Regions from separate parts of the Mus musculus genome. Here all the other regions are linked to region 4. Evidence: chromatin contacts called from public HiChIP or PLAC-seq and promoter capture Hi-C data. All regions are on one chromosome and are shown on one strand. Each heading gives the region's core, a stretch centred on a gene start, on an enhancer-like site or on the middle of the called end of the contact. The rest is flanking DNA. Distances are from core to core; before and after follow the strand shown.

Region 1 (5,035 bases), core at 1,730-4,229, 660 kb before region 4:
CATATTTCAAAATCTTTGTTTTCTTGTTTGGTTTTAAAGTTGTCTTTTGAGTCGGTCTTTGGTTAGGCTTGTCTTTTGCACATGTGTGCACTTGGAGGCCAGAGGACAGCTCTCAGGACTCGGTTCTCTCCATCCACAATGTAGTATTGGAATTGAACTGAAAATGTCAGTATTGGCAGCAAGTGCCCACACTCCCTGAGCCATGCCCTGGCCATGCTTTTAGTTTTAATTTAGTTCCATGTATCTATCCTTTCCCCTATGGACTGTTCTTTACTACAGTTTAAAAGTAATCACCAAACCCAAGATCACTTAAGACTTTCTTCTATACCGGCCTTAGTTAAGTTTCTATTGCTGTGAAGAGACACCATGACCGAGGCAACTCTTATAAAGGCAAACATTTCACTGGAGCTGGCTACAGTTTCAGAGGTTTAGTCACATGGCATCATGCAGGCAGACCTGGTGCTGGAGAAGCCAAGGGCTCTATATCTTGATCCAAAGACAGCCAGGAGGAGACTCTCTTCCGCACTGGGCAGAGCTTGAGCACTAGGAGACCTCCAAGCTCACCTACACAGTGACACATTTCCTCCATCAAGGCCACATCTATTCCAACAAAGCCTAAGAGTGCCACTTCCCATGGGCCAAGCATATGCAAACCACCACAATTGTCTTATTTCCAATTTAGCATCTTTCATTTGGTCTGCAGTTGATTTCAAGTAATTTTTGTGAGAGACTTTTTTCAGATTCTCTTGCATGTGGACATACAGTTGTTCCAGCACCTTGTGTTGGGAAGACACTCCTGCTGCCACACTGTTCGGACCTTGCTCTTTGTCAAAGATCAGTTGACTAAATCTTTTTGGATCTTTCCTGGGATGTGTTTGTCTCTTCTATCATCCTTATCACTTAGTCTTAAACACACTCAAAATTTTTTCTTTTACATTTACTTTGTGTACTTACAGTGAGGAATATGTGCAGGGCATATGTGTGGAGTTCAGAGGGCAGCTTGCAGAAGTCAGCTCTCTCTTTCTACCATATGGGACCTGGGATCGAAGTTGGCAGAAAATGTCTTTATCTATCTTGTTGGTCCATTGAAAATAATTAATAATGGAGTGGCTATTTGTAGCTGTACCCATTTAAAAACTTAAAGTGATCCCAGCAGCGACGCGTTCCTATTCTGCACCATCTGCGTCTCCCTGTGGACTTCAGAATCCAGTTGTTAGTGAACCGATTGGGATCTCGTAGTTCCACTAAAGCTACAGACCAACTGGAGGGAAACTGTTATCTTACAATCCTGACTCTTACGATTCATGAGCGTGGGGTGTCTCTCCTTTATAGTCCTTTTAAATTGTTCTCATGACACTTACTTATACGTGCTGGCACGTGTGCCATTGTGTCAGAGGACAACTTGTGGTCATTGCTTCTCTCCTTCCACATTATGCTGGCATTGTGCTGTTTCCTGGGGATTAAGTCGTCAAGCTGGGCAAAGAGGACCCTCCCCCACTGAGCCACCTCACAGCCCTCTGAACTCTTTTAATATCTATCTTCGGTTCTGTACTGTTGTTCACACCCATTATGTATATACGTTGCTAGACTTGTAGCTGCATTCCATTTTGAGAGGTACTCATGAAAATGGCACTGCTCTTTTATTTCAAATCTGCTTATTACTGATATGGAGGGGTGTGACTACTCTTTGTGTATTAAGATTGTATCCTGGAGGCTTGGTATAATTAGCTCTACCTCTACCCCACATCCCTCCCTCTCTTCTACTGATTCTGTACACTCTCAGTCATGTCATCTGCAGTTTTCCCACCTCCTTCCTCAATCAGTATGCTTCTTTTTCTCTCCTTATTGCATTAACTAGGACTTCCACCAGAATTGAGAAAGAGTCACAAGAGGGGACATCCCTGCCTTGTTCCTAATGGGACTACTTTCAAGATTCTTAGCATTAAGTACATCAGCCTTAGGCTATTTGGAGATACTGTTTACAATTTCTATGGTACAGGGTTTTGTTGTCTTGCTTTTTCTTGTTGGGTTTTGTTTTTTGAGAATTTTGAGGGTTTGTTTTATGTTCAGTTTTGTCAAATGCTTTGTTATTATAGCTACTGATGCAACCATGTAGGTTTTTTGTTTTTTTTTTGTTTGTTTTTGATTAGCCTGTTACTATTGTGACAGAGCAAGACAATGCAGAAGTTTCTCCATCTTGTATTCTTGCTGAGGCCATTTTAGGTTTGACTACAATTTTATCTCATGGACGAGAGTCGCTGTGAAAAATTACCCAACTCTATTCTAGGAACCCGAGGTGATGATGCCCAGCTAGCCAACCTTAGCTACTGTGCAGAATCCCACTCCCTCCCTCCAGCCAACTTTTAATGCTTAGCTTCCGCTAAACTTCTTGTTTACCAGGCTCAAATACTACAGGCGAGTTCTTTTCTTTATTTTTTTCAACTATTCCTCCCCGATCACACTAGCTAAAATTGTCTTAATGGTCCTGAAAGAAAACGACTCCTCATACCTCACCTCCGTTAGGGCAAAATCAAAAATAAAAACCCTGCAAGAAAAAAAAATGAGGAATGATACATTAGTTTCTCCAAGCCTTTTTTACAAGTGGATCTTGTAGAAGCCGTCTGGCTCATGAGCCAATTCCTGCCTCCTACTTGCCAACCTCTGGGTCCAGCTTTTTTCCCCCCGGAATTCCTTTACAACCGCTCCTAGGCCAGTGGTTTCTGCTCACATAGCTCAAGACCCTTTCTGTCCATAGGGCCCGCCTGCCTCGCAGCCTCACCCAATCAGAGCTCAGGCAGGAAGTTGACCAGCCCTCGTAGCATTCAACTTCCCGGAGCTTAGCTCCACCTCCATCACGTGACTCTACCCACCCTGCCCATCTCTCTCAAAGGAGGGCTCCGGGGGCAGCTCCGCCCCACGCTCGCTGATTGGTCGCTGTTTGCACGGTCTCCTGGGTGACGAGAACGCGGTAGCGGGGCGGGGGTGTTCTGTTGCGCCTGCGCACTTACAAGAACGGGGGTGTCGCTGGAGCCTTTGAAATGAAGGTAAATAACTTACAAGTGCCAGCGGATTGAGAAGATGTGGCAGCCTCTGTATTTCCTAAACTCTCGGAGCGCGACTCTGAGGAGTTTGTGTCCCTGTCCCTCCGCGGAAGTGCTGAGGATAGAGGAATGAGCTCCGGGAGCGGGCGGGAGGGGATGATGGGCTTGTAAGGATGCAGGGAAAGGAAGCTCTGGAGAGCGGGCTGAGGGAGGCCTGTGCCCTCTGGAATCTGGTAGAAGCCTGATCTGAGTACGCCCGAACTACCGGTATCGCTACCGATTTCTTGTAGCTTAATCCTGGGCAAACCAAGCCACTGGCCCAGAGCCCTAGGGAGAATCAAAAGTCTCTAAAACAGTCATCAAGAATTACTTGGCCTGTGACCTGTCCGGTATGCAGAGCCCTGGTCGCTAGAACACATGATGGAGAAATCTGCACACCTGTGTGCGTCCTCCACTGCACGCAGGTTTTCTGATTGGGTTTGTTGTGAATTCCACAGGGGCAGCCGCTGCACTCCTGTGATTTACCTCAGAGGTACTTACCCCCGCACTGCTCTGACAAAGAAATGGAAACACCGAGTTTAAAATGGTTTCAGCTTTCCTAAAGCTTCACTGTAGCTCTTGTGTGTCCATTGGAATTGGCAGATAACTTTGCATGATTCACTTTCTGGTGTGTCGGAAAGGAGTAAATACTATTCTCTTTACAGTTAAGTTAACCGTGACCTGCAACAAGCAAACCTTTTTGCTGTTCTAGGAAAGCTGTAACTTTTATCTGAGTTGTACCTAGAACCGATATAACTCTGTGGAAGAAAACTAACCTGTAAGATTACAGCCCAAGACAGATCTGCCATGAAAGGAATAGAATCAGGTTTAAGGACGATGTATTCCCAAACTCGCAGAAGTAAGATGGTCTAGAATACGTTGAGTGAGTGTACGTGCTGGAAAAAACCTGTGTGTGCTTGGCATCATAGCGCACCTCTATCTTAAGTTGCGATTCCAGGACACAGGCTTTCGGGAGATGGGCATTTATTCAGATAGCATTGGAGGAGTTGTGTTGTCACTCAGATTCAAGTCTTCAGCTACAGTATCTAAGCTGCATCTACCTAGATAAGGGTGTGCTTGATTAATCTACAGTATTTAAAACTAATATTTTTCATCTAGGGTCATGTTCCTGAGTATTCTAGAATGTAGCAGTCTGATATAAGAATAATATAAGTCAATGAAATTTCAAATTTTTAACTTATAACAACAATAAAATTGTTTAAAAAAAACAAATAACATTGTGATAATACAGTTTGTTTTGCCGAGTATCTCCAAAATTTGTATCAGCATCTAACAGAAAAAATACCAATAAAGCCAGCATTCATTGGTAGCAATGAATCAGCCCACGCCTTTAATCCCAGCACTCTGGGGCTAGAGGCAGGTGGATCTCTGTGAGTTTGAGCTTAGTCCTATCTATATAGTGAGTTTCAGGGCAGCCAGGGCTATATAAAGAGACCTTATCTGAAAACAAACAAATTATCCATGCTATCATTTGTGTTTCTAATAGTCTTTGAAATCTGACATATAGAGTTACAACTAATGCAGATATGAGGACCTCAGTAGGTTGAATCAATGTAAAGTTTTCCCAAGTGACATATTGCCCAGCAAATATGCAATGTAAATATGTGACAAAGAAGTAGGTTTAAGTAGTGAGTAAATGAAGATAATTTTAAAGGGACTGTAAGCATCTTAGGTCTATCCAAGCTTTTTAAATAGTAATTTTGTTCAACGTAGTCCCCCAAATCTGTGTCACATTTAATAAATTCATGTTTAAATTCTTTCGGCATGCATAAAGCACTGTGGCATGTTTTTATAAAGTTAATAATTGAAGACATTTAAAAAGCATACACTTTAATACCAGAACCCAGATGACAAAGGCAGGTGGATCTTTATGAGTTTGAGGCCAGCCTGCTCTAAATAGCAAGTCCCATACAAAGCTACATATTGAGACCCTG
Region 2 (5,524 bases), core at 2,517-5,016, 760 kb after region 4:
GTTAAGGCAAACCGAGGGCAGGACAGGCTCTGAGATGTACAAAATCAGCCTTAGCTAAGTTCTATGCCAAGCCTTCCTTCCCCAGCAGAGGAACTCGCCCTTCCTTTTCAGAACTATGTGCTAAATGAACCCCTCCCTCCTTGAATGGCTGTATTATAGGCCTCTGGACCAGGCCAAGGACTCAGTAAACCAACCAGAGGGCATATCCTATTGCAAATCTCATTCTACTGAGCTTCCAGGAAGTGAACTAACTTCTCCAGGTCACAGAGTGAGCTGGACTAACGGAGGAGCAGGGTACAGGAGCAAAGCCGTTGGAGTTGCTGCTTGGTGAGCTTTCTATCACATCCTACCAGACCCTTAATGATGGAGCCTGCCACTCTGCCTCAGACAAGCCATTACAGCTACAAAGCACACCACTGACACATGTTATTACGCATAGTGTGCACCAATGACACTTGATGGGCAATTCTGGCTTATCATCCCTAGATTTAATTCTTTTTTGCTAGTACTACAACACCACTGAAAATAAATAAACACAAAGCAGGTTTTAAAACTCGGGACAGAGGCTTCTTACAAGCATTCCAGTCACTCGCAAGGCACGCTCTTCTACTCAGACCTAATCCTAAACAACAAATCAAAGATGTCTCAGAAGAGAATGCGAGAATGCTTAGGGAATAGTAATGGGACACATTGAAATATTCTCCTCCTATGAGAGGAAACTTCACAGTGAGATTGTTATTGGGGTCTGAAGTCTCCACCTCATAAAGGGGTTTTCCTTGGGTGGGTGGCATTTATGTCAACGTACCATAAGCAAAGGAAACATGAGAAGATAGGGAGATGGCTCCATTGGCAGAGTACTTGCCCTGTAAAGCTGAGGGCCTGGTTTAACTCCCCAAGACCTTCATTAAAGCCCGGCATGATAATACAGTATTCCTTCTGCAAGATGAAAAGGTAAAGACAGGATTTTCCTCCAAGGTTCTCAAGGCCAGTTAGCCTAGTATGCAGAACAGTCAACAATAAAGGCCAAACTTGGCCTCAAAAACGGTGAAGGTTAGCAGGACCGACACCAAAGCATCCTCTGACCATCGAATGTGCATATGACAAGTACACGCACATATGCAGGCATGCCCACATACATCACATACAAGACACTGCATGTAAAGAGCGGAATATCAGTTTTGTCAGGAAACAGCCATTGATCAGATCCTAGATTTCTTAACCCAGGCAAGGAAAGTATCATCCACATAATCAATAATAACTTAATACAATGTTTTTCTAAAACTCATTCCCGTTAGTGTAGCGAGTAGCTATAAAACACTGTGGTATGTCTCTGGGATACATAAGGAATTATATCACAAAGGTACTGTCTATTTTAAAGTTGTGGATAGAAAGATAGTAAGATTCCATTTTTCTTAGATAAATTTAGATAGCCACTAATCAGGGTAAGCAACAAGAAGAACACAATTCTAGTACTCATGGGAAGGGTTTCAAGTGTTGGTTCCTGCTCCAACAGAAAAAGAATCCAATATTTGTTTGCTGTTTCTCCTCTGGCAGGAAAAGCCCTCAGAAAATAGAAACATGACATACAAAATAACTGTTCTAAAATATTGTTTGCACATGTGTTCTTGTAATATTTGTCTTTTCCGAGATAATGTTGTAGCCTGTGTTCATATTACTGAAACTAATGTAAAGTATTACTCTGTTACATTATAGCTCTTCCAGCTTTCAACTACCTCTTTACAAAGGTTCAGACTGCAGGATTCTACCCAGCTCCTTAAAGGTGAATAGTTTAAAGTATCCATTTGGGGAAGAAGTAACAGTGTCAGAGGACAGCAACCACACTTGAACCAGAATAGGGTCCCAACCTGAGTCCTTAGGGTCCCAACCTGAGTCCTTTCTCAAAGCCTGGCACATGGCTTTCTGTTTCTGGGAACTTTCCGAAGGTATCTACAAACCTAACATAACAAGTTCAAAAGGACAGTGGCAGACCTCTTGCATCTGCGACATCCCCTACCCCACCCCCACACTCCACAGATGGGACCACTCCCCACCCCAGCCACCCTTGTTCCCACCACATTTCTGCCTGCCTTGGGGGTGGGGGGGTGCCCATCCTCAGGACAAATACTATCTTCCCAAACAGATGCCATTTCTAAGATTCTGTTAAGACTCTCCAAATTCGGAGAAACCCTGAAACAAGACAAAGCCTAACTTCATAAAGAAATGCCCCCTCCCAGAGTCCTGTCTCCGCAAGGTCAGCCATAAGAATTCAGGTACTACTACCATGGCCATTTCAGGGAAGGATCTGTAGTATCATAACAAGAAAGAAAATTTAGATTTAAGGTACCAAATCCTAAAACAACAGACCAGCTGTCATAATTTATTCTGAAATCGGTAAAATGAAGAAACAAATAACAAAAAGGGCCAGCCTCACAAAGTTTATTTCTTGATATCAAAATGATATTGTTGTTATCGTTTTATGACTTTCATTTAAGACACTGAGCACAAAGCAAAGTCAGGGACAAGACTTTTTAAAACTGCTCCCTCTAAGAGCCCTCTGGGCTTCAGACACTGACCTAATTCTCTCTTCATGTGAGCCCTCTCAAATCACTCAGTCCATCCCCAAGCGATCAGAACAGTCGTGGCTGTGCAGAATCTTGCTACAAAACGGTCCCAATTCTTCATCTGATTTCTCCAGCTTTTTTTTTTCTTTATGCCCCACACTCCCTTGGCCTTTGGGGCCTGACCTCCTGTTTTCAGACCTCTCCATCAATGGAGAGACTACCTATCATTGTTTCTACGGGACTCCCGCATCCTCCCTCCGCCCAGCTAGTTTTCGTCGCACAAATGTCATTTCTGGCGTCTGAGCCACCATTCCTCCCAGGGAGCAGCAGTGGGGCGTTCGGGACCCCGATGACCGGCTTCCCTGATCCGGCCCTCGGCACACAGCCATTTTCTAGTTAAAAACGCTCTCGGCGTTGCAGAGGGGACAGGAACTTTGCCCTCTCCTCCTTTCTGCAGAGCTGGGTTCTCTGCACCCCGGGAGACGCTGGCCAGGTCTCTGAGTCTCCCGCAAGAGCGCGCCGCCCGGCAGGCAGGCCGGCCCCAGGGCAAGGGGGCGTGCGCTACCGGTCGCCCGCGCCCACCCGCACTTTGCCCTCCGCAGTCTCCGCCCGGGCACAGCCCTGCGACCCGGTGTCCTCGCCCGGCCCTGCCGAACCCCAGCTCTGGGTGGGAGTGAGGGAGTAATGGGAGTGACGGAGCGAGCCCGCAGCCAGAGCGCCGGCCCTGCAGCGCGGGCGCGGGGCGAGCGGGACTCCGCAGCGGACGCCTGCTGCAGATGCGACGGCAGCTGCTGCAGCTGGGGCTGCGGCTGGGCGACCGGCGGTGACCGCCAGAAACCGAGCAGCAGCCGCGAGGGCACAAGCAGCCAAGCTCGCCGGCTGCCCGGCACCCCCGGCGCACTCCGGGCCATCCCTCGGATCCCCGGGCTGAAGGCATGGAAGGAAGCGGGGCTCACCAGCGCTGCGCGGCGTTCGATCGGCTCCGGACCCGGCTCCCAGGTCTCGCAGTCCGCTGAGCACCCGGATCAGCTGCGGGCTGCAGCACGCGAGCTTCCTACTTAGAGCAGCACTGGCTCCGGCGACTGAGCATGCCCAGTGCGGCTCCGCGAGGCCCGCGCAGGGAGCAGCGGCAGCGAGATTCCACTTCTCCAGGCTTTGGCGGCGGCTGCGCGAGGAAAGGCTTGGAGGGGCCTGGCGGAGCCGGGCGAACCCAGCAAGGCGGGGCCGGGGGCGGAGGCCGCGGCGGAAGGGGGCGGGCCGCGCTCCCAGGGCGACCCCTGCAGGTGGAGGCGGCCGAGCTGCGGCACAGCAGGGAGGCAAGGGGCGCCAGGGTGACACCCAGAGGCTGGGGGTTGCGGGGCAGCCCGGGTATCCCCTCCAGGTGGCCTAGCGTCTGTCTGCACCAAAAGGCAGTTTGGGAAACTCTTCTCTCACGCGTCTGCGTTCCTGTAGAATGGAAAAATACCCCAAGATGAGAGCTGTCCACAGCCTTCCAGGCTAACTGAATGTTAAAAGGTGAAACTTTCTCCTGCCTTCTGCCTCCTTCATCCCCCATGGCTAGACATATGCCACACAGGAACATTCCTGCCCTGGAAAATCACAGCGAGATAACGCCATGCAAGAAATATGCCTGCGAACAAGGAAAAGCATTATCTACTTGCTACCTGTTCGTTAGGCATTAAGTGGATTTACTGCAGGCACCTGGAAGTCCTTGATTTGTTTCTCCATCAAGCCAAGGGGTGTTAAACTGATGCCTAAGTCAGACTCATCTGGGAAGGTTGCTGAAGCAGCATGCTAGGCGCGTTTCCAGGGGTTGGATGAGTCGTTGTGCCGTGCTGCACAAGCGCCTGTAAGTATCAAATCCCAGGTACTGATGCGGTTGCCATCCGAGGACTAGTCATGGGGACTCTGCTATACACAGACCATGCTACCTACCATCTCCTCTAGAAAGGTAATTCTGAAAATAATTATAACTACTAAGTAATGGCTCTTTGACAACGCACTCCTCAATCAGATAATAAACTCAGACTCATCCTCCCTACAGTGAAGATGGGCATTATTCCTTTTTTTCTTCACACAGCATGAGTTTATTGAGGTTCCACAAGATCCCCTTACTAAGACCTGTAAGCAAATCGCAGCCCCTGCCTTCATGTTTACAGCCCAGCAGTAACTGACGTCCATTGAATAGTTTCTATGAAATGCCATTTCTGCCATCTCCATACACAAGGTGTTGACATGTAAAAGTGTTGGGTTATCAGGAATGGAGAGAACGCCGTGTGTTGGTGGTCTCTTGTAATCTATAGCCTCTTCTATAATCAATATTTCCCTCAGACTCCGCGGAAGGCCAATAGTACTGCTACAGAAAAATCTCCATAAATCTATGCAGGTTCACTCTTGGAACTGAACCTCTGCATCCCAAGACTGGCCCAACGAATCCTGCGAACCATGAAGAGTCAAAAACCAGGGTTCAAATGCCAACTTGGGAAAAGCAAACTGTAGAGGGCCTTGAGACACAGGCTACTGTGTCCTTCAAGCCCAGACAGAGGAGGAAATGAACCCAAGCCCACCCTGCGAATCCTTCATCGCGGCGATCTCAGCAGGCTACCACACCAACTTGCACCTTGATCTCCCAGCCCGCCAACGTCCAGAGCCTACCCTACCACCCGATTCTCCCGGGCTCCCGGGTCGAACCGCGCCTGCCCCCTCCAGGCGGTCTACTCGGACGCGCAGGAAAACCCGCGCTGGAGTCAGCCGCGGCGGCGGGGCGGGGCGCGCAGGCGCGGTGGGCTCCAGGTTGGGCGGAGGAGGCGCCCTGCTCCACACCTGATGCAATCACCCTTCCGGAAACCGGCAGGGTCTCCAGGATCACCGCGGAAACGCTTCCTTGCCTGCTCCCGCCTCTGCGTCCCAGCCCGGTCGCCTGCTTCCTAGGCTCATTCCCTTGGCGGCCTGCGGGAGGAGTC
Region 3 (5,025 bases), core at 1,945-4,444, 760 kb before region 4:
GACTCTGGTCTCCTCCCATGAGGCATCCAACCCAGACTCTGCTCTGCAGCGGGTACTCCGTGGAGGAGAGAATGCTCCCTTTCCTGAGCCAGTGTGGTGGAAGTGTTCATCCCGAGGCTGTGTGTGAAGAACGCTGCTAGTTGAATACTCTGGCTTTGATTTCCTACACACACACACACACACACACACACACACACACACACACTGAATAGCCTTATTGTGTTTTATTTTAATTTTAACCCTATGTAGTTATCTATCATTATGTGAAATTAATGCCAGTGTATACTTTATATGAGCAATATTTTCTATTTCTCCTCCCTAGTGGAAACTTTTCTTAATTCCTTCGTTATATCCTGTGGGAAGATCTTTTTTGGTATCAGAGACAAAAAAGTAATCAATGAGGCTTATTGACCATTTACTACGTACTACCGCAGTGGTGTGCTCTGTATGGACTACTGCGTTCGACTCCCTGGCAGCTCCCTGAGGCAATTACTCTAATTAATCCCCTTTCATAGGCAGAGACGTATAGAAAAGTCACGTAACTTGCTCCAGAGCACGCTGCCAAGGCTCACGCTGAGCTTCAAACGTAAAGAGTCTGACTTGAGACTTTATGCACAGCTTCACTGCCAGCCTGGGTGAGAGGGTTTGTTAGGAAGGGTCATTTGTAAATAACGTTAGCACAGGGATGGAAAGATGGCTCAGCCATTAAAAGCATGTATTCCCTCCTCCAAAGGATTAGAGTTTGATTCCCAGCTCCCATATTGTGCAGCTCGCAACTGTCTGTAACTCTGAGAGCTCTGGGAGGCTCTGTGGTATTCCAGAATCTCTGTTGTAGTCCAACATCTGCACACATCTTACATGTACATCTCACACACACACACACACACACACACACACACACACGGTGGGGGATATTTCTACTGTTACTACTACTACCAATAATGATGTAATAATAATTAATAATAATATCATCATCAAATGCAAATGCACCCCTTACTTCAAGCCTGGCTACACATTCTGCGATAATTCTTTGTCATGGAGCACCATACTGCACATTCTGTGATCTTCAGCAGATTCCAGTAGCTGTCCTCTCTGTCCTACTTTTGACAACAAAAATGTCTACAGACATTGCCATAGCCCCTGGGGGAACAAAACGGTTCCCAGATGAAAACCACTGCAGTAAACACTTCATGCCCATTAAGTCATCCAGTGCCTGCAACAACCCCAGAAGGCTTTCCTCACCTCAGGCCAGTTCTGTTCTGGGTAATCTCACCATCCAGGTGAATTTGAAGAAACCATTCAACAGCATGGTGTCTCTTGATTGTATTACTCTCCGGTAGCCAACCTACAAGGCAACAGACAAATCCTTCAATTAACACATTTTGTAAGGAAAATTATCTCTTCTTAACAAGGTCTGTTTGAGCCCCCCCCCCACTGGGGGGGAGGGTCCCAGGATTCCCCAATCTCTTCATTCACATAGCGTGTCATCCAACAAATATTTACTGAACACTTAGGTTGCTTCGTGAACCTTGGAGAATCGGTAGCAGACAGGCAAAAATCCCTGTCTCACTTCCTAGTGCAAGTGGACACTCAAATGAAAGAGAAATCAAGTAGATAATGAAAATAACTTATTGTCAGGCAATGGTCCGTGCTCTGAATGAATGGGCTGGGCACAAACTGGCTATGTGAGGATGCTAAGAGAGCCTTGTTATGGTCCCATTGCCATGCCACGTGGGACAAGGCTTAAACCACAGGGACAGAAAATAGATAAGTGGTTGCCACAGGCTAGAGATAGACAACATAGAGACAGACACGAGGGAATTGTTAGAGCACAGAGATGTTCCATGACTACGTTGGGTTTTGTGGCAACTGTATATTAGTTAAAATTCTGGAGCTATATACTAGAAAGAGTAGCTTTGTACTATATGTAAATTATTACAACATTCTCCCTCCACAGTCTTTCCCTTCCTTAGTGCAGTCTCTTTGCTATTTTAGAAATGGAGGTTATTGAGAAAGGAGCTATAATGTTGTTCCCAACGCTGGCATATATCCCCCGGGCAGCTCAAACAGCACTGACCAGAAACTCAGAACCTCAGAGGAGGCTACCAGGAGACAACCGACATGTTTCATCACATCCCGTGGTTGCAGCAAGGTTGTGGCAAAGCACAAGGGCACACTGGATATCCCCCTTCCGTGGTGGGGTGAGGCAGCTGGCCAGCCTTAGAAGTATAAGCAGCTCTTAGAACCAGCTCCTTAGAGAACCAGGAAAGGTACTGGGCCTGTCTCAGGTCACAGGTGAGCGTCACCCCATCTATTTCTTCCTCAGAGGGGGAAATCTGGTTTGATCTGCCAGCACTGGACTGAGGATGCTCAGAACTGGGCAGCCACCCCAGGCCTGCTTATTTAAGCTTCCTCAGAGGGAAGCTTATATCCAGTCCACATACTACCAGCTACTTTGCAGCCACTGCCACCCCCACCCAAGTCACCTATGGCTGGAAGGAAGGACTTGTTTTAACTAACAAACCCTGCAGTACTAAGATAAGCAGCCTGTGCAGGAATGAACCTGTTGAAACTGCTTTCTTGCCTTCTCAGCTAGCGCCCTCAGAAGGGACAACCGGCCTGTAATGAGTTCCCTGGGTCTCTGAGGTATTCCAGCCTCTGGCCACAAAGCTTTGGGTAACTCCTTTGATATGGAAGTGCCTTATCTTAGATATGTGCATATAGAAGTGGAAATACATGATCAAGACATCCTTCACAACACTAGAGCAACATAGCAACCTTCGATTGTTTGATAACATAAAACATTAATGGCTCAGTCTGAAAAGATGAGATTCCCATAGATGCAGGCTGAGACTTCAAAGCATCCAAAACAAAAGCTTGACTGCAGCAAGTGAGGCTTTCTGTATCTTATTAACAGCATTTCTTGACTTCCTTGGGGTTGGCCCAGAGTATGAGAGGCCTTTGTTCCCTCTCTCCCCGGTATCGTGTAGATTGGTATCTGACTGCACTGTGCCATCTTCCTGATGTCTTTGTAGCTCAGGTCAGCTGCTTATTAAACAGCCAGAATCTTTCCCCAAGTGCTCTGTGCCAAGAATAGACACTGAACACAGAAGCAAGTGTGAAGGCAGAGGGTGCGTGTGTGCTTAAAAGTTGAACAAGACTGGGGGGGGGGGTGAAAGAGGAAGCGTGAAAACCAACGAGCAGTGTGGGGTTTGTGTGGCTCTGATTCATTGTTCACTCTCTTTTCCATAACGAGCAGTGTGGTGTCTCCCGGGCTGTGGATCACCCCATATGATCGACAGGTGCTGATGGATACATCCGAGGCAGGCCGACCATTGGCACTCACAGCAGCAAATCTGTAAACATTCATACAAAGTGTGGCTATGAGCTTGCTCTCAGAGAACATGAGAGCAGAAACCAAAGTGGGTTGTTCTTTTCCGTTATTAAACAGCCATCAGGAAATGATATATCAAACACAGAGCTGGAACAGTCTTTAAATTACGAAACGACTAATCAGTAGGCACGCAACAGTTATTTATTTTTTTTAGCAGTGTATAACAAGCATATTGAGATGTTAGGCTGCTTATCATAATACAGGAAAACAAACACAAGCACTTCCTGTTCATCTCCTCATTCTTGTAAGATGATGGAATAATTAAAGTCTTCTAAAATTTCATGAAACTTGTGGTATAATACTGTAAAATAGAAGAAAGTTTCTGTTTGTATGTGTTGCAATGCTCAGGGTGGGGCTATTCTATTCAACAGAGTGGCTATTTTATTTCTCAATGGTTTATAGGACAAGGGTATTTTTCATTCATTCATTTATAAAATATTTATGAATTCCTGTAGCAGACATTCTCCACCAGTCAGAGAGCCAGGCAAGTAAACCCATATTCATAGCCAGAACATACCACAACAGAGAGAAAGGTGCCCTGGGCACTATGGGTGGGAGATGTAGGAAGAACACAGCAAGCTTTGAGAGGCCCAGATTCAGCAAATATCAGAAAAGTGTGTGTGTGTGTGTGTGTGTGTGTGTGTGTGTGTGTGTGCAGATTCAAAGGCCTGACTGTGGGAAAAAATAATGGGGTATAGACAAAGCAAACGGTTCAGAATGGGCACAGTGCTAGAGTGGCAAGCAGCAGCTTGTTAGACCACGAGGGGTCTTAAGCCATGCTGTGGTGAAACATAAAAACAGCAGTCAACAGGGTCGGGTAGCCCCACCTCCAAGTCAGAAAGTGTGGTCTCGAAGAAGGGATCTACTTACAGATGGCCAATGGAAATAGGTGTGTAAAAGAATGCATACTGCTTCCCATGTCTGTGTGGAGCAGCTGTGAGGTAAATGTTCTGTAAGGGTCTGAAGGAGAGGAAAGTACCTTCCTTCCACATGTAAAGAATGAGTCTTCCCAGGAGACAGAGCTCATGCTCACGGGCCTGAGGTCAAATCATGATGCTCTATGAGTTGACAGGAAACTATGCCCTATCTGCTGGCCACATGGTCTAGAGAACAAAGGGGCCTTAGCTTTCCCTGTGCCGGGGGCAGGCTCCATGACTCTCACACGAAAGGCAGGACCATGCTCTTACCACATTGCCTCAGTTACTTTTCTGTTGCTGTGATGAGACACCATGAACAAAGCAACTTAAAGAAGGGAGAGTTTATTTCGTCTTACACTACAGAGAGAGAGTCCATAATGACAGGGCAAGCATGGTGGCAGGCACCTTCAAAAGCTGGCAGAGAGCAAAAGTGATGTGGGGGTGAGGCTTTAAGTTCTCAAAGGCTGTCCCAAGCGACATACTTCCTCCAGCAAGGCTGACCTGGAACTCCATAGGCAGACTGTGCTGGCCTCAATCTCAGAGAGTCACCCATCTCTGTCTTCCAAGCTCTGGGGTCACAGGTGTGTGCCATCACACTCAGCTCTTTTAATTAATTAACTAATTACTTATTTGTGTGGCTATGTGTGCCATAGTGCACCTATGGATGCAGTCGGAGAGCAGTCTGAAGTAGTCAGTCCCCTTTACCATGGCCTC
Region 4 (5,158 bases), core at 272-2,771:
CTAGTAAATTGCTACGGGGGGGGGGGGGGCTCATAGAGGCTTCTATGTGTCTATTTGTAAGCCTGATGTTGTCTCCTTTCTTCTGTCCATACCACGCTTCAAGTACATTGACCTATCACCCTCCCCTTTCTTTCTCCCTCTCCCTCCCCCTCTCCCCTCCCCTCTCCCCCTCTCCCCTCCCCTCTCCCCCTCTCCCCCTCCCCTCTCTCCCCCTCCCCCTCTCCCCCTCTCCCTCTCCCTCTCCCTCTCTCTGACAGGGTTTCTCTGTGTAGCCCTGACTGTCCTGGAACTCACTCTGTAGACCAGAACTCAGAGATTTGCCTGCCTCTGCCTCCAGAGTGCTGGGATTAGAGACGTGCCATTTAATCCCATTTAAAGTACCTAAGGCCTGGCTAATCCAATCTCATGTCTGCCTTAAGGTCTTTCTGCTGTTTGCCTACTTGGCACTCCGATATTTTGAGCAAGTTACCATCCTGGTCAGTAGCATTTATAGTGATTCAAGACTTAGGGTGGCGGGGCATGGGAAGGGGAGGGGGAGGGGAGGGGGGAGGGTGTTAATACTTCAGGAGAGTCAAATGGCTGGTTTAGGCAGTTTGACCATGGGGTTACATTGTGGCAGATGGTCTCTACACCTGGCTGGCACAGCGAGGAGGGACAAGTACAGTTGTGTTTTTAGTCAAATAATGAAACTCAGAGGGGTCAGAAAACAGCACAGGGTCTAGTACCTCCCGGCCCAGGTGCTGCTCTGTGGCGGTTACTTGACTTTTGCTATGCCCTTCATTTTTAAATTGTTACTAATACTGGCAGCACAACTCATTATTAATAAGGCAGAGTGATCCAGAGAACCCACCGACTGTCTCCTGCTGGGCTGGTGGTGAACTCCGTGTACAGCTGAGTTTTTTTTTTTTTTTTTACAGAGACTCTCTGTGAAGCTCTGGATGTTCTAGAATTCTCTATGTAGACCAGGCTGGCCTTGAACTCAAAGAACTCCACCTGCTTTTTGCCTCTTGAGCGCTGGAATTAAAGGCAGGTGCCATCATACCTGGGAAACCTGGAACTTCTGATCCTTCTGAACATTGGGATAACAGGTGTGTGCCAGGAACTATGGCTTTTATTCAGTACGGGGCACAAACACAGGGCCAGGCAAGTACGCTACCCATAGGCTCCATTCTCAGCCCGGAAGTTAAGTTCTTAGTTAAGTGCTTTTACTTAAGCTTAAGTTAACCGAGACCAGCCAGGACAGTGAAACCGATTTTCCTCTCTTGTTTCATTTCCTGAAAGAATCATCCCAGTTTCACCCCCTTTCCTTCCCTCAACAGGAGGGAATGGAGAGAGAGAAACGATCCAGAAAGGATAAAACGGTAATCAAACAGAAATCCAGCCGTGCAGCAAAAGCCCTATTTGGCCTCTTGCTTGGGTAGGTTTCACAGGCTCATGGAGGGAAACAAACGCACATGCGCACAGGCCCCTAAACCCACACAGGCGAAACCCCTTTGTGGAGAAGCCAGCCACAGGAAACTCACTTCGGCACAGGAACTTGCTAATCGCTTTTGTCACTTTCGGAGTGTTCCTCTGCCTCGGTCACCTCCGACACTGAGGCCCACCACCTTGGGCTGGACTCTGCCAGTCCGGTGTTGCAGCTTTTCCAACAGTGACTCATTGGGAGCCTTGGGGAAGAGAGAGAGAGAGAGAGGTAGACCTCAGGAGGGACTCTCAGCAGTAATAGATTTGAGCTACGTTAGCTTTTACATGGCGTGGAGAGCTACTTAGACTTCCGGAGTCAGTCATTTTGGTGATGAGACTTGGCATTCTACCCCAGGTAAGACTTTTGCCTCTTTAAAAATGTTTTTTCGGTGTCTCAGGAATCTCTGTGATTTTGTTAAGATTTTTTTCTTCTTCTTTAGGCTGAACATTGTAATGACCTTTTTTAATTTGTTGCAAAGTGTAGACTAAACTCAGAGATGGGGGTGTGTTCGGCCGTCTACCCCAACTCTAGAGTCTTAACAAGACACACTTTGGTTTTCTTTCTATTTTGCTTTGTTTTTGTTTTGAGATGAGGTCTTGGATAGCCTGGGCTGGCTGATGTGAAGTCAAAGATGGCCTTGAATTCCTGACCCTTCTGCTTCCACCTCCCAGGTGCAGGAGTTACAGGCATGTGCCACTGAGTCTTAGTTTCTAAGGTATTCCCATATGTTCTTGGGGCTGTGTCAGAGCTTGCTTGTGTGGGGACTTTAGACTTCATGCAGCAGTGTTTGATGAAGGAAATCTAAGGGCCCTCCAGCATCCACAGAGAGCAGCTTTAAAGTTATCTAGCTATGTAGAAAAAAAAAATCGAAATAAAAACCATATCCCAGAATTCCTATCTAGCTATTCTCAATCCCAATGGCCCCTTTCTGTACATTTCTAGATTAAATTTAGTTTCTCAGCAGGTTTCATGCTGTGCACTGCCAATAGATTGGCTGGGCTGTAACATCCACAGCAACAAAAGCTTGGGGGAAAATCACCGGTTTTAGGTGCTTCACTAAATTAAAGTTGTGACAGATGGGTTCAAGCGACCGGATCTAAGATGGTGCTGTGCATGAGAGAAGAGAAATATAAGGAAACCCGTCCTTCGGTGGACCTTCAAGTCTAGTAGTTACAGCGAAAGATACAGGTTAGGAAACAGTTGAAGAAGAAGCTGGGTCACAGAAGCTTTAACAGCTGTAGGGTTTCGAGAAGGGTTCTGGGAGTGAGCTGGAGTGCTCAGAAGGAAGGATGCTTATAAAGGATGGGGGCTTAGCAGGAAGCCTTAGGAAGGATGGGGGCTTAGCAGATGGAGAAGGGGAAGGTTGTTGTAGACTTGGAGGGCCATGTGGACTTTCCATAAAGAGGAGACTGACTGGCCTAGAGACTGGCCCAGTGGTTTACCCTCTGCCGGATCAGGGTTAGAAAGACAGGGTGTGGGCCAGCTGGAGAGATGAATGAGAAGAGACTACATTCTGTAGTTTTAAACCTTCTTTTAGCCATTTGTAGAGGGACTCGGCCAGTTTTGCATCCTTGGGCCACCTTCTGAGTGCTTAGGACTGTTTTGTGATACCCCTTGGGCCTCTAGCAGTGTTCCTTAGTCCATTGTGGATGCAGAGAAAGGCCTGGGGTGGGGGTCGGGGGGAACCTCTGTGTCTGTTTTCCTATTTAAAGACTTTCAATCATCTGTCTTTCTTCTGGGGAGGTTGACTAGGTGGATAAGCAAGTCTCTGACCTTGAAGAGCTTCTCTTTCAAAGAGAGTGAGCCCTTTGGGCCATATAACAGTTGTTTCCACGGACATTCCCTTAGAGAGATAGCATGTTATAGTGATTCCTGGACCATGAAAACTGGAATCTAAAACCATGGCAAATGAGCAAGAACCTGGAGTCCAGGGGCCCATGTTGAAGCTTGGCTCTGTTATTTCTGGGCCATGGGAACGTCAGACAAGTCACTGAAATTCTTCAATGTTCCTTTTTGTGTTGTTATTATAAGAGACCTTTAAATAACAGTAGCAATAACTGAAAATTACTCCCCCCAAAGGCTGCAGTTGAGATAAAATATACAAAGTGCTTAATGTAGTGTCTAGCTTACAATAAACTCTCAAAGGTCAGCCCTTAGGACTTGTAAGGATTTGGCTATGGACAATGGGGGAAAAAAAAAGGGCGCTGAGCTGGCCCAGGGGCAAGCTTTCTACAAACTTACCTTTTTAAATACATTGTTCCTTTTAAGGGAAATTGGGGGTGACAGGTAAAGGGCTGGGAATGAACTATAGACCAAACACAGAGTTTAGATATTTTATAGTGTTCACATGTGAAGAAAAGAGAACAGATTTGAAAGCAATGTTTTAAGCCTTTCCATGCCAGCTCTTCCAGCTGGCTCTGAGCATCTGCAGTTGTTTGTGAGTGTCTGTCTGGAAGGGTGTCTGAAGGTAGTGGGCAGAATTACAGAGGTTCTTGGAACCCAGGACAGAGAAAGATGCTTATTTCTTGACCCCATTTAAGTCAAGCAATATTACTTCAGTATTTTAGTTGCAATGCTAGCATGATACAGCTGAGAATTCATCCCTGCTCCACAGTTGGAATACTTTTGACCGCGAGTTATTGAAGAAGTGGTTTGGGGTCTGGATGCTTAGGGCCATTGAAAACCTGGGTTCAAAGCTTCCTGCTTTCCCTTCCTCTAGATTGCAGGTTCATATGGATCAGAAAGCCTTTTTAGGAGTGCATTGTGTAGCTGGTATGCTAATTATGAAGCCGGTTCTCAATTATGTGTCAAAGTTGCGAGGCTCTGGCGAGAGATCTCGGGGCAGCAGCCAGAAAGTGGGCCATGAATGGGAATTGAGAGGCAGCATGGCAATATTAGACTGAGGTGATCAGTGAGAGAAGGAAGCCTTTGATGGAGGGGTGGGGATGGGGTACCAGAAGCACCTGGCCTCGGTCCTCACCTGCCCAGTCACCCCTGTGACTGCTTGAATGCTCTGAGCAATCTCTGGACAGTCTGCACTAGGAACTTTCACGCTGTTCTGAGATACGGATGACTGTTGTAAGGTTGACTAGTCTAGTTTTGGCTGGACACCAGAACCACATGGAGAACTTTATGTGTCTTACCATAGCCCTGGAAAGGGCATCCAGGAATCCGTGTGATTGAAAATACAAGCCCCAAAATGACATGGAACCAGTTTTTTTGCATAAGATGATCTGAGAGCCATTAAACGAAGCTTTCTCCTACCCCAACACCAAACACGTCCCCAAACACCAGCACGGTAAACAGTGCTGGGGTGCTCCTGACTGACCTCTCTGTGTTGTGATTGACATTTGTACACCGAAGAGGATTCTCCTTTGTCCTGAATTTATTCCTTGAGATGAGTTTCTGGGAGTGACATGACTGGATTAAGGGTATGAGCAGTTTTAGCTCAATCCTGTTTTCATAAAGGGCCTTCTCTAATACCTCTAGACCAGCGGTGCTCAACCCTCCTAACGCTGTGGCCCTTTCACACACTTCTGCATGTTGTGGTGACCCCCCAACCACAAAACTTTTTCGTTGCTACTTCATAACCCTAATTTTGCTACTGTTATGAATCGTAATGTAAATATCTGATATGGGACCCCCAAAGGGGTCATGACTCACAGGTTGAGAACCACTGCTAAAGTGTTGTAT

The links. Promoter capture Hi-C pulls out the DNA fragments that hold promoters and counts their contacts. HiChIP or PLAC-seq counts read pairs in DNA pulled down with a chosen protein or histone mark.
Region 1: a contact with region 4 is called in a promoter capture Hi-C map of pre-B cells, with 2.8 times the contacts expected there. The contact joins the promoter of Wdr19 here to the promoter of Rhoh in region 4. A contact is called at or near these places in 5 of 39 promoter capture datasets (liver, neutrophils, pre-B cells and 1 more) and 1 of 115 datasets of contacts at active chromatin or transcription factors (memory CD8 T cells).
Region 2: a contact with region 4 is called in an H3K4me3 HiChIP or PLAC-seq map of bone marrow-derived macrophages, with 5 times the contacts expected there. The contact joins the promoter of Apbb2 here to the promoter of Rhoh in region 4. A contact is called at or near these places in 3 of 39 promoter capture datasets (hippocampal neurons, neural stem cells and stem cell-derived epiblast-like cells), 1 of 115 datasets of contacts at active chromatin or transcription factors (bone marrow-derived macrophages) and 1 of 9 other capture datasets (macrophages).
Region 3: a contact with region 4 is called in a promoter capture Hi-C map of the HPC-7 cell line, with 2.7 times the contacts expected there. The contact joins the enhancer-like site here to the promoter of Rhoh in region 4. A contact is called at or near these places in 4 of 39 promoter capture datasets (the HPC-7 cell line, liver, pre-B cells and 1 more) and 3 of 115 datasets of contacts at active chromatin or transcription factors (effector CD8 T cells, memory CD8 T cells and microglia).

Annotation. Positions count from the first base shown.
Region 1 is chr5:65,196,717-65,201,751 of GRCm38.p6, forward strand. It overlaps Wdr19 (WD repeat domain 19), which reads left to right and starts at 2,980. Exons shown (of 37, transcript NM_153391.2): 1 at 2,980-3,044. The coding sequence starts at 3,039.
Region 2 is chr5:66,615,051-66,620,574 of GRCm38.p6, forward strand. Apbb2 (amyloid beta (A4) precursor protein-binding, family B, member 2) reads right to left here and starts at 3,767. Exons shown (of 17, transcript NM_001201413.1): 1 at 3,518-3,767.
Region 3 is chr5:65,099,682-65,104,706 of GRCm38.p6, forward strand. No RefSeq gene overlaps it. Among named protein-coding and RNA genes, the nearest start is that of Tmem156, 11 kb to the left of the region's middle. Within about 2 kb of position 3,195, at least 106 of the 459 cell types and tissues checked have an H3K27ac peak or open chromatin away from gene starts, as enhancers often do. A contact at or near this core is called in the HPC-7 cell line, memory CD8 T cells and microglia, where this site is marked.
Region 4 is chr5:65,862,063-65,867,220 of GRCm38.p6, forward strand. It overlaps Rhoh (ras homolog family member H), which reads left to right and starts at 1,522. Exons shown (of 3, transcript NM_001081105.2): 1 at 1,522-1,819.